3 separate regions of the Gossypium hirsutum genome follow, and regions 1 and 3 are each linked to region 2. Evidence: chromatin contacts called from public Hi-C data. All regions are on one chromosome and are shown on one strand. Each heading gives the region's core, a stretch centred on a gene start, on an enhancer-like site or on the middle of the called end of the contact. The rest is flanking DNA. Distances are from core to core; before and after follow the strand shown.

Evidence for each region. A called contact is a pair of places that touch in the nucleus more often than the background predicts.
Region 1: a Hi-C map of leaf shows a contact between it and region 2, with 2.0 times the contacts expected there. The contact joins the promoter of LOC107950993 here to the promoter of LOC107902292 in region 2. A contact is called at or near these places in 2 of 34 Hi-C or Micro-C datasets (both in leaf).
Region 3: a contact with region 2 is called in a Hi-C map of leaf, with 2.2 times the contacts expected there. The contact joins the promoter of LOC107951039 here to the promoter of LOC107902292 in region 2. A contact is called at or near these places in 2 of 34 Hi-C or Micro-C datasets (both in leaf).

What each region holds. Positions count from the first base shown.
Region 1 is chrA08:10,837,276-10,839,975 of Gossypium_hirsutum_v2.1, reverse strand. It overlaps LOC107950993, which reads left to right and starts at 1,257. Exons shown (of 5, transcript XR_005900133.1): 1 at 1,257-2,392; 2 at 2,478-2,670.
Region 2 is chrA08:11,126,742-11,129,599 of Gossypium_hirsutum_v2.1, reverse strand. It overlaps LOC107902292 (calmodulin), which reads right to left and starts at 1,553. Exons shown (of 4, transcript XM_041075847.1): 1 at 1,138-1,553; 2 at 849-1,024; 3 at 697-774; 4 at 338-608. The coding sequence starts at 1,013. The coding sequence ends at 471. LOC107902204 (2-methyl-6-phytyl-1,4-hydroquinone methyltransferase, chloroplastic) reads right to left here. Exons shown (of 3, transcript XM_016828445.2): 3 at 1,817-2,254. The coding sequence ends at 2,099.
Region 3 is chrA08:10,693,220-10,695,919 of Gossypium_hirsutum_v2.1, reverse strand. LOC107951039 (transcription factor UNE12) reads left to right here and starts at 1,439. Exons shown (of 6, transcript XM_016885930.2): 1 at 1,439-2,067. The coding sequence starts at 1,714.

The DNA.
Region 1 (2,700 bases), core at 8-2,507, 290 kb after region 2:
AGATAAAGAGTTTGTAAAGGTGTCAGATTGTCCTTCAAAACTAAATTTTAATAAAAATTAATAATATTAGAAAACAATATTTTATAAGAAGATATATAAATATGAATACATGCATTTCACACATATATTATTCATAAAAATATAATAATTGATTTTCTTCTTTTCTAATAAAAAAAATGTGCCATTTAACCGCCAAATCACAATTTTTAAAATTAAAATGATTAAATTGTATTTTTTATTATTATTTAAAAATCACTCTTTATTTACTGACAACTTTTTAAGCAATTTTTATTTTGACTTTGAAAAAACAAGGGAGAGAGAGATGAACATAGATATTAAACCAATTCTCCATATCGATTTGACTACATAGAATTTTAATAAAAATGTTACGTGTCATGTGGGAATCACATAAAACTTATTTGCAAATATGAAACCAACCTTGGAGAAAATATGTATGTATTATCCTATTAATATTATAATTTATACACAAATACAATCCATGTGTTTTGATCAAGTTTGACATTTAGCCCATGTATTTAAAAAAAATTTAATTAATTTTTTAATTTTAAATTTTGAACTAATCATTAAAATTATTAATATTTATATCAAAATTTACCATGTTAATTAAACTATAATAAGGCATATGATTGTTAAAAAATAAATATAATATAATGACAATTTTTTTTAAAAAATACTAACAATTAGGATATTTAAATTGAAAAAATAAAATAATTTAATTTTTTAAATACAAGAATTAAATCTGAAACATTTTTAAAGTATAGGAACTTGGGAATAGACACGCAATAAATGACATCTCATTCGTAACCCAAACAACTCGTGTCCTCCTTAATCCTAAACGACATCAGGTAACTGGTTTAATGCATCGGAAGGAAAAGTCCACTGATTTCCCTATTTAGCCCCCCCCCCCCCCCCCCACAGTCTTCCCGTTTTACTTTAACACCCCCCTTTAATCCCAAAAAAGCAATAAAACCGTCATTGATTTGTGGACCTCACCTTTTCCCATGTACTTGTACTTTCCAGTTTTAACCTCCCCTATCACTTTCCCACTAATTTACCATAATTTACTGAAAAGACTATCCTACCCACACTCTCATTGCTTTTTCCTAGTCATGATGACTATTGACGTAGCAAATTAACCACAACCTTTGAGGTCCAATTAGGTAATTTTATCTAAACCCTATTAAATTAACTTCACTAATTAACAGCGCCTGAGTACCATGGGACTCCATTACGGAAACCGGCACCTTATCGTCACGCTCCTTTACGTGGCATCGTGTAACCACCACTAAAAATGAACCGGTTCACGGTTCAACACGTAGCCCAAATTCAACGGATTAAATATTTCGCCACGTAGGACTTCAAAATTTTGTCAACAGGTCCACGTCAGATATCCCTACCCCTCCACCCTTTATAAGGCCCTGGACCACTGCCCCTGCTAACAGTCTCATCTCATTTCCATTTTCTGGCTTTTTCACCACCTCTTGTTTCATCGGTTTTATTTCTTAATTCTCGTTCTCTTCGCCGGCGAGTTGTTGCCGGAAAAATGGACTCGCTGGTCACTCACAATCTTCGCGTGAATTCCCATGGAAATAACATTATGTTCTCGGGCTGTTGCGTGTTTCGGTAACTTTAACCGTATCTGAAAAAAAAAGTGAAAAAAAAAAAAACTCGTAAGCAAAGCGACTCTACTTAGCAGAGTTATGAAGTTATTCCATCCCTTGTTTGGCAAATGAGAAGCAAATAATTGTATATTATAATCAACGTTAAGAGTTAAGAGTCTCGTGTCTTGATTAACTGCATTATTTTTTGTCTCTCCAACATGAATTTCTGTGTCAATTGCGTGTGCTGATCTCATCAGAAAGAGAAGAATCAACGAGAGTTTGAAGTGTTGCCGTAGTAAAGGTAGAAGCGGCTTTTTTTTTCTTTTTTTTTTTGAAGACCGAGAAACATGCCTTTCCCAATGAAGATCCAGCCGATCGATTTCAACACGCTAGAAGAGGCAGCGCTGCCGCGGTCGGAAACAGTAAAGCCTTTGGTGAAATCGAGGTTCAAGCGGCTGTTTGAACGGCCGTTCCCTAGCGTTCTAAGAAATTCCACGACGGATAAGATCGGTACCATCGCCGCCGATGAGCTCCCTTTAAGCAAGGAATACGCCGGTGAGTTCGAGCCGAGCTCTGTTTGCTTGGCCAAGATGGTTCAGAATTTCATAGAAGAAAACAACGAGAAACAACAATCTTGTGCTGTTAGATGCAGCCGTAACCGCTGTAACTGCTTCAACCGTAACTGCAGCGACAGCTCCGAAGACGATATGGATAGTTTCTTTGGTGACTCCAATCTTAATTCTCCCGCTGAAGCATCTGAAATCCTAAAGGTATTACAATATTTTCCGCCTTTTTCCTTAAATTGTAAAATTGTAGCTTATTTTTTAAATGTGTAGCTCATCTTTTATGGAACAGAATTTGATTTGTCCTATGAGTGTGAGTGAAAAGATTTTATTGGCGGATACGGCGAAGATTGTGGAGAAGAACAAGATCTGTAAGAGTAAAGATGATTTTTGCAGGAAAATGGTCACTGATGGATTACTGACCCTTGGATATGATGCTTCTATCTGCAAATCTTGCTGGGAAAAATCTCCCTCTTGCCCCGCCGGTACTTTCTTTCTCCCTTTTTATTTGTATT
Region 2 (2,858 bases), core at 304-2,803:
TTTAACGTAAAATTATTTATTTTTCAGTAATGAAACTAAAATATAATCTAAGATATAATATAGGAGTTTTATGGTACTTTTACCTAGATAATTTGTACATACAACCATGTTATATAATTATTTATAGATTTGTGTGGATAGTGTATAGGTAGGTGTCATGTGAGGTTTGAGTTTCTGTAACTTGACGCAAAAGATATTTAGCGGAAGGTATGAACAAGAAAATGATACTACTCGCGCGATGAGCCGCAGTTTTATTTTTATTTTCTTTTTTTGTAAACGAAGTATATATAACATATTTTTATTATATAATATCAGACAAATAAATGATGGAGAATGGTTAGGCTCGAAGTATAGATGTTATTTATTAAATGTATCACCATCTATCTAAGGGTTACAGTTATTTGCAATCTGACAATAGGTGGCTATGAAGGGGACATATCCGACAAAGAAAGCAAATCCATGAAAGAGTTTCATAGGGTCACCATCATCATCCTTCCAAACTCATCAAAGCTCACAACTCCATCACCATCTAAGTCGGCTTCTCTGATCATCTGTTCTGCTTCTTCCATTGTCAGTCTTTCTCCCATGTTCATCATTACTTGTCTTAACTGCATTTCAAACATGGGTTTTTGGTCAACTCCATGTACCAATGATTCAATGTTGCAAAGAAAGATATGTTACAGTGTGTGTTTAAACCTCATTTGCTGATATAAATCCATCTTGATCCCGGTCGAATACTTTGAAAGCTTCTTTTAGCTCATCCACCTCATTTTCCTACAAGTTCAATTCATTATTTGCCTCATCAAACAAAACAAAACATGAGCATTATTGGTTTTATTTTTATTTACCTGCATTTTTCTAGCCATAATATTCACGAAATCTACAGAGTCAATCTTCCCTTTTCTTTCAATATCATCAGCCTCGTTAATCACCATCATCATCATCATGTTTTGATCTTCTTTTATAGGGTTTGCATCATCTAATGTCTGGATCACTGATGCCAGCTCTTCCATGGTAATGAAACCTGCAATAATTTTACATCAATGTAAACATGTGTTTCAAAGAATGGAAAAGTATGCCCAACATCAGTCGACCTAGTTCGACTGCAACGTGACTAGATATCGAAGGGTCTCATACCCAAAAAAGGAATGATGGCATACCATCTGAATCTTTATCGATCAAGCAAAACACTTCCCGAAACTCGGCAACTTGATCATCTGCCATGCTGAACTAATGAAAACTCTATGCTTGTGTCGAAGAATGAAGAAATGGGAATGTGATACTGGCCTTCTATGTAAGATTATATATAAAAAGGGAGTGGGTAAGAAAAAAAATGAGACAAAAACTTTTTGGATTAGTCTAAGTTGTATTCAAAGAAAGAATTTTCTAGAAAATTAGTGCAACCTATTGAATAAAGATACAGGATCACCCTTTTTTTTTCTTTCTTTCTTTAGTTTAGTTTAGTTAGCATAGCTATTTAATTGATCGACATCACAATCGTGCGAACAAAAAGATTGTAAAGGTGGGAATTCGATTATAGAAAAGGTTATTCAACACAGTGGTCAAAAGTATTGTAGTAGAATTTGTTTTTCTAGGCATCACATGATAGAGATAGATGCAAATTCGATTGCTTAAAATAATCATGATTACAAATGATGATTTAAATACTGGCTAATTGGAAAAGAAAAATGAAAAAGTGGCAGTCAATGTTGAACAAACATATCCATTTCAGATCAATTGAGTATTTCAGATGGTTTTGGCAGATAAAATATCCAAGAAATAAAGTTTTCGGAAAGAAATTAAGTGACACACAAACTCAAATATAAAACATCTCATATTATTATTCATTTATAGATGCAGCTTTAAAGTATATCCAAAACTTAGGAGGGACGACTGGTTTTGATGAACCATAAAACGGACATTGACGAAAATATATCCAAAGCTAAAGAAAAAAGAAGAGGTTGAATTTACTTGAAAGGTTAGGTTTTATTTCAGAAATGCAAAACACCCTTCATGGTCTAGCATAGGATATATATATATATACTAAAGAGATGTATGCAACTTGGAAGGGCAGAACAGCAGAAGTTCATTTCTTTCTTTAGATTGGTTGACCCTCTGGTACAATTTGATCTTTGAGCCACATGTAGATAGGAACCAGTACATAATATGCTGCTGCAGTGGCACCCAACATGAAGCGTAAGAGAAATACAAACGGATTTACCGGCTTTGATACATCCTCTGCCTTAGGTCCAAGCTGCATAAGATAAAGAATGATAAAATCAAAAATTAAATGATGATTGCTTTCACTTCAGTTCCATGAATTCATGTTCACCGGTGAGTGCCAGATGCAGAAAGTATATTATATCCCATGAGCTCAATGTTAACAGTATAATAAAAATATAGCCCAGGTTATATTAACAGCACAGTAAGAATGGATTGGGGCTTAGGGTTGAATGAATCAAGATAGTTATCTACAATCCAATGTCCATGATGCTGAACCAAGTAAAGAGTTTAATACAGTAAACACAAATCGGTAGAGCTGTACCAAATACATCAGTTCCATACATCTTATAGCTCTTCTTTCAGTTCCAGTAATCAAGCATCATCTGAAAATGTATGCACCTAAAAGACTAGAAGAGATCTAGATAATCTCATAGACCAAAGAAATCAATTCCATCTTCATATCACGAAAGACCGAGGTGGGAGATGAATGAGAGATGATTACAAGGGGCTATTAGAAAACACTTATCAATTATGTGCCAAAGTAAACTTATTTATTGATTGTTGACTGAGAGCTTCTTTGACTGAACAACAAAGGCAGAACCAGAATTTGAACAATTCAGGATAAAAAGAACCGA
Region 3 (2,700 bases), core at 190-2,689, 430 kb after region 2:
CAGTCGTGTGTCCTTATTTCGAATGTTCACACGACCCGAGACACGGGCGTGTCTCTTGGCTGTGTGTGCTACACGGCCTGACGACACGAGTATGTGTACCTTGCACCTAGGAAAAATTTTGAAATTTCACGAAAAAAATTCTCTGAGTACCTGGATTAATCTCAACTTGTTTCTAATGAATGTTTTGGGTCTCAAGCGCTCATATAAGGGACTTTATGAATAATATCTGACATGGATGTTAAATAATTTGAAATGTCTGTTTTGATTTGTTTATTCCAGTAATGCTTCGTAACCCTGTTCTAACGACGAATATAAGTTAGGAGTGTTACAAATTATGGTTTAAAAATTAATTTAATTAAATTGAAATTATCTTTATAATTTTAATAATAAAAAATTATAAAAATTTAATGATTAATATTCTTATTAGTGTTTATAATATTTTTTGCTTTAATTTTTTTAGTTTCTAGAATAATATTTTAAAGAGATTGATTTATATGATAATTAATATGTTAGAAGCTGATTTAGGATCCAAGAAAAAAATAGATATTATTTTATTGATTATTTCAATTATTATTTTTTAAATGATGTATTTAAAAATATTTATATGCAAGGTAATTTATGAATAAATTTAATATTTGTACTCGACTTAAAAAAATTAAGAGTTTAATTTATTAATTGTTTTTAGTTAAAAAAATAGGAGAAGATTTGAGTTTCTATAGAGATAAAAATTAATTGTTTTTTTTTTCATGGCAGTTGACACTTTGATCGTTAGAGAATTCGACCGTAAGATAAAAAAGCGTAATATGTTTTCCCTTCTTTCTTCAAAACTACTCTATTCCAATAAATATGCTACAAATTGATTTAATTTGTTTGTTGAATTAATTTTTAAAACCAACATTTTTATCTAATTTAAAAGCCCATGATGGATACTATTTAAAGTTTAAAAAATAAATTGAACCCCTTTTTGGTGATACAATAAATTAACTTAGATTTATGATTGTTAACAAATAGTTCTACATTGGATAAAATTGTGCTAATATATAAAAAAATTAAAATTAAATTTCTTTTTATTTTTTCAAGAATTTCGTTCATAAAATTGTTTTAATTTTTAATATTTTATTTAAATTAATTTATTATCAATATTTAAAATATAAAATATTTTAAAGACTTTTTTTTATTTTAAAATCATCTTAGAATGGAAAAAAATTCAAAATTCAAACAAGAAATTATGATGATATTATACGTTTAATTAGAATTAATATAAAAATAACAGTAACAGTAAAATCAAAAAATAAACACGTCGCATCCTGTATTCAAACACACATAAAGTGCTTGATTTACTGTGTAAAAAACAAGAGAGAGAAAAAAGGGTTGCCACGTAATTTAGGTGAAACTCGAAGCCCTTTAACAAAAAGCGTTATGTTTTTAACCACGATTCAAAGAGAGGAAAAGAAAAATAATATAAAAGCATTCTCCTTTTTCCTTCCCTCTTTTTCTTTGTATATATTTGTCTTTTTCTGATTCTCTCTCAGAGCTGAAGAAAAAAAGAAGAGGAAAGCCAAAACTCCAAACTTTCTATTTTGCTTTTTTATTATATTTTTTTTTGGTTCAATTCAGTTTCGCCATTTCCTTTGCATGTAGATGCTCTTTGGTTAGTCCCTATCGCCGCTACTTGGACTCACTTTCCGCTGCTATCTTTTTTCCGGCTTTCTCATGGCTAATAACACCAACGAGGCCCCCGCCGCCGATGATTTCCTCGAGCAAATCCTCGGCCTCCCTAACTTTGCGCCCTCCGAAACGGGCTTAGCTGGATCCGACGCTGGATTGGCTGCAACCGCTGCTGGAGCTGGAGCTCCAATGTTTTTGCAGCTCAGCTCCGGTGATGGCGCCGCTCATATCGGTGGAATCGGCGGCGGTGGAGGCGGTGCGTTTCATGGGCAGGTTTTCCCCTTGGGCTTGAGCTTGGAGCAAGGGAAAGGCGGGTTTTTGAAACCCGAGGAAGCTTCCGGTAGTGGGAAGCGGTTTCGGAACGGGGTCGTTGATGACCGAGCTTCTTCTGTAAAAAATGTAAGAAAAATAATACTTTATCACTTAAAAAAAAACTTTTTCCCTCTAAAAGTTTTTTCCCTCTTTTTATATATGAATTTCCTTTCAGGAGCTTGACTTAGAAGCTAGGTTTTATGGTGCTGATAACTAAATATAATTATATTTAATTATTGTCAATTTTCTCCTCTGTAAATGGAGTATGTGCATTTGTCCTTTTTGGATTATTTTAAGTTTTAGATTGTCAAACTTGGGGTGACAGCATATTTGTCTGTTTGATCTTTTTTCATGTTACTATACCATGCCTGTTTCTGTCTGATAGCAGAGAAGACAAAGGAAAACATGACAGGGTTTGGTGGGAGTTACTATTGTGGGATGCCAAGTTTTGATATTTACAAAGGATACAGTACATCAATGTCTTAGAGTTGCTTAAGTCATTAACTAACTGGCAGAGTAAGATTATTCAATCATTGAAGACTATTCAACTGCTGATTTGCTGTAAACCTGAATCCAAAATTAAACAAGAGTTGTACTTCACAAGTTAATTTTTTTTTCAAGAATTGAAGGGCATGTATTTGGAACTTGAAAGCTAGGGTCATAGTAGTGAAATAAAAATCTAAAAAATCTTCTGTAAAATAACTAGTAGTTGATTCCTTG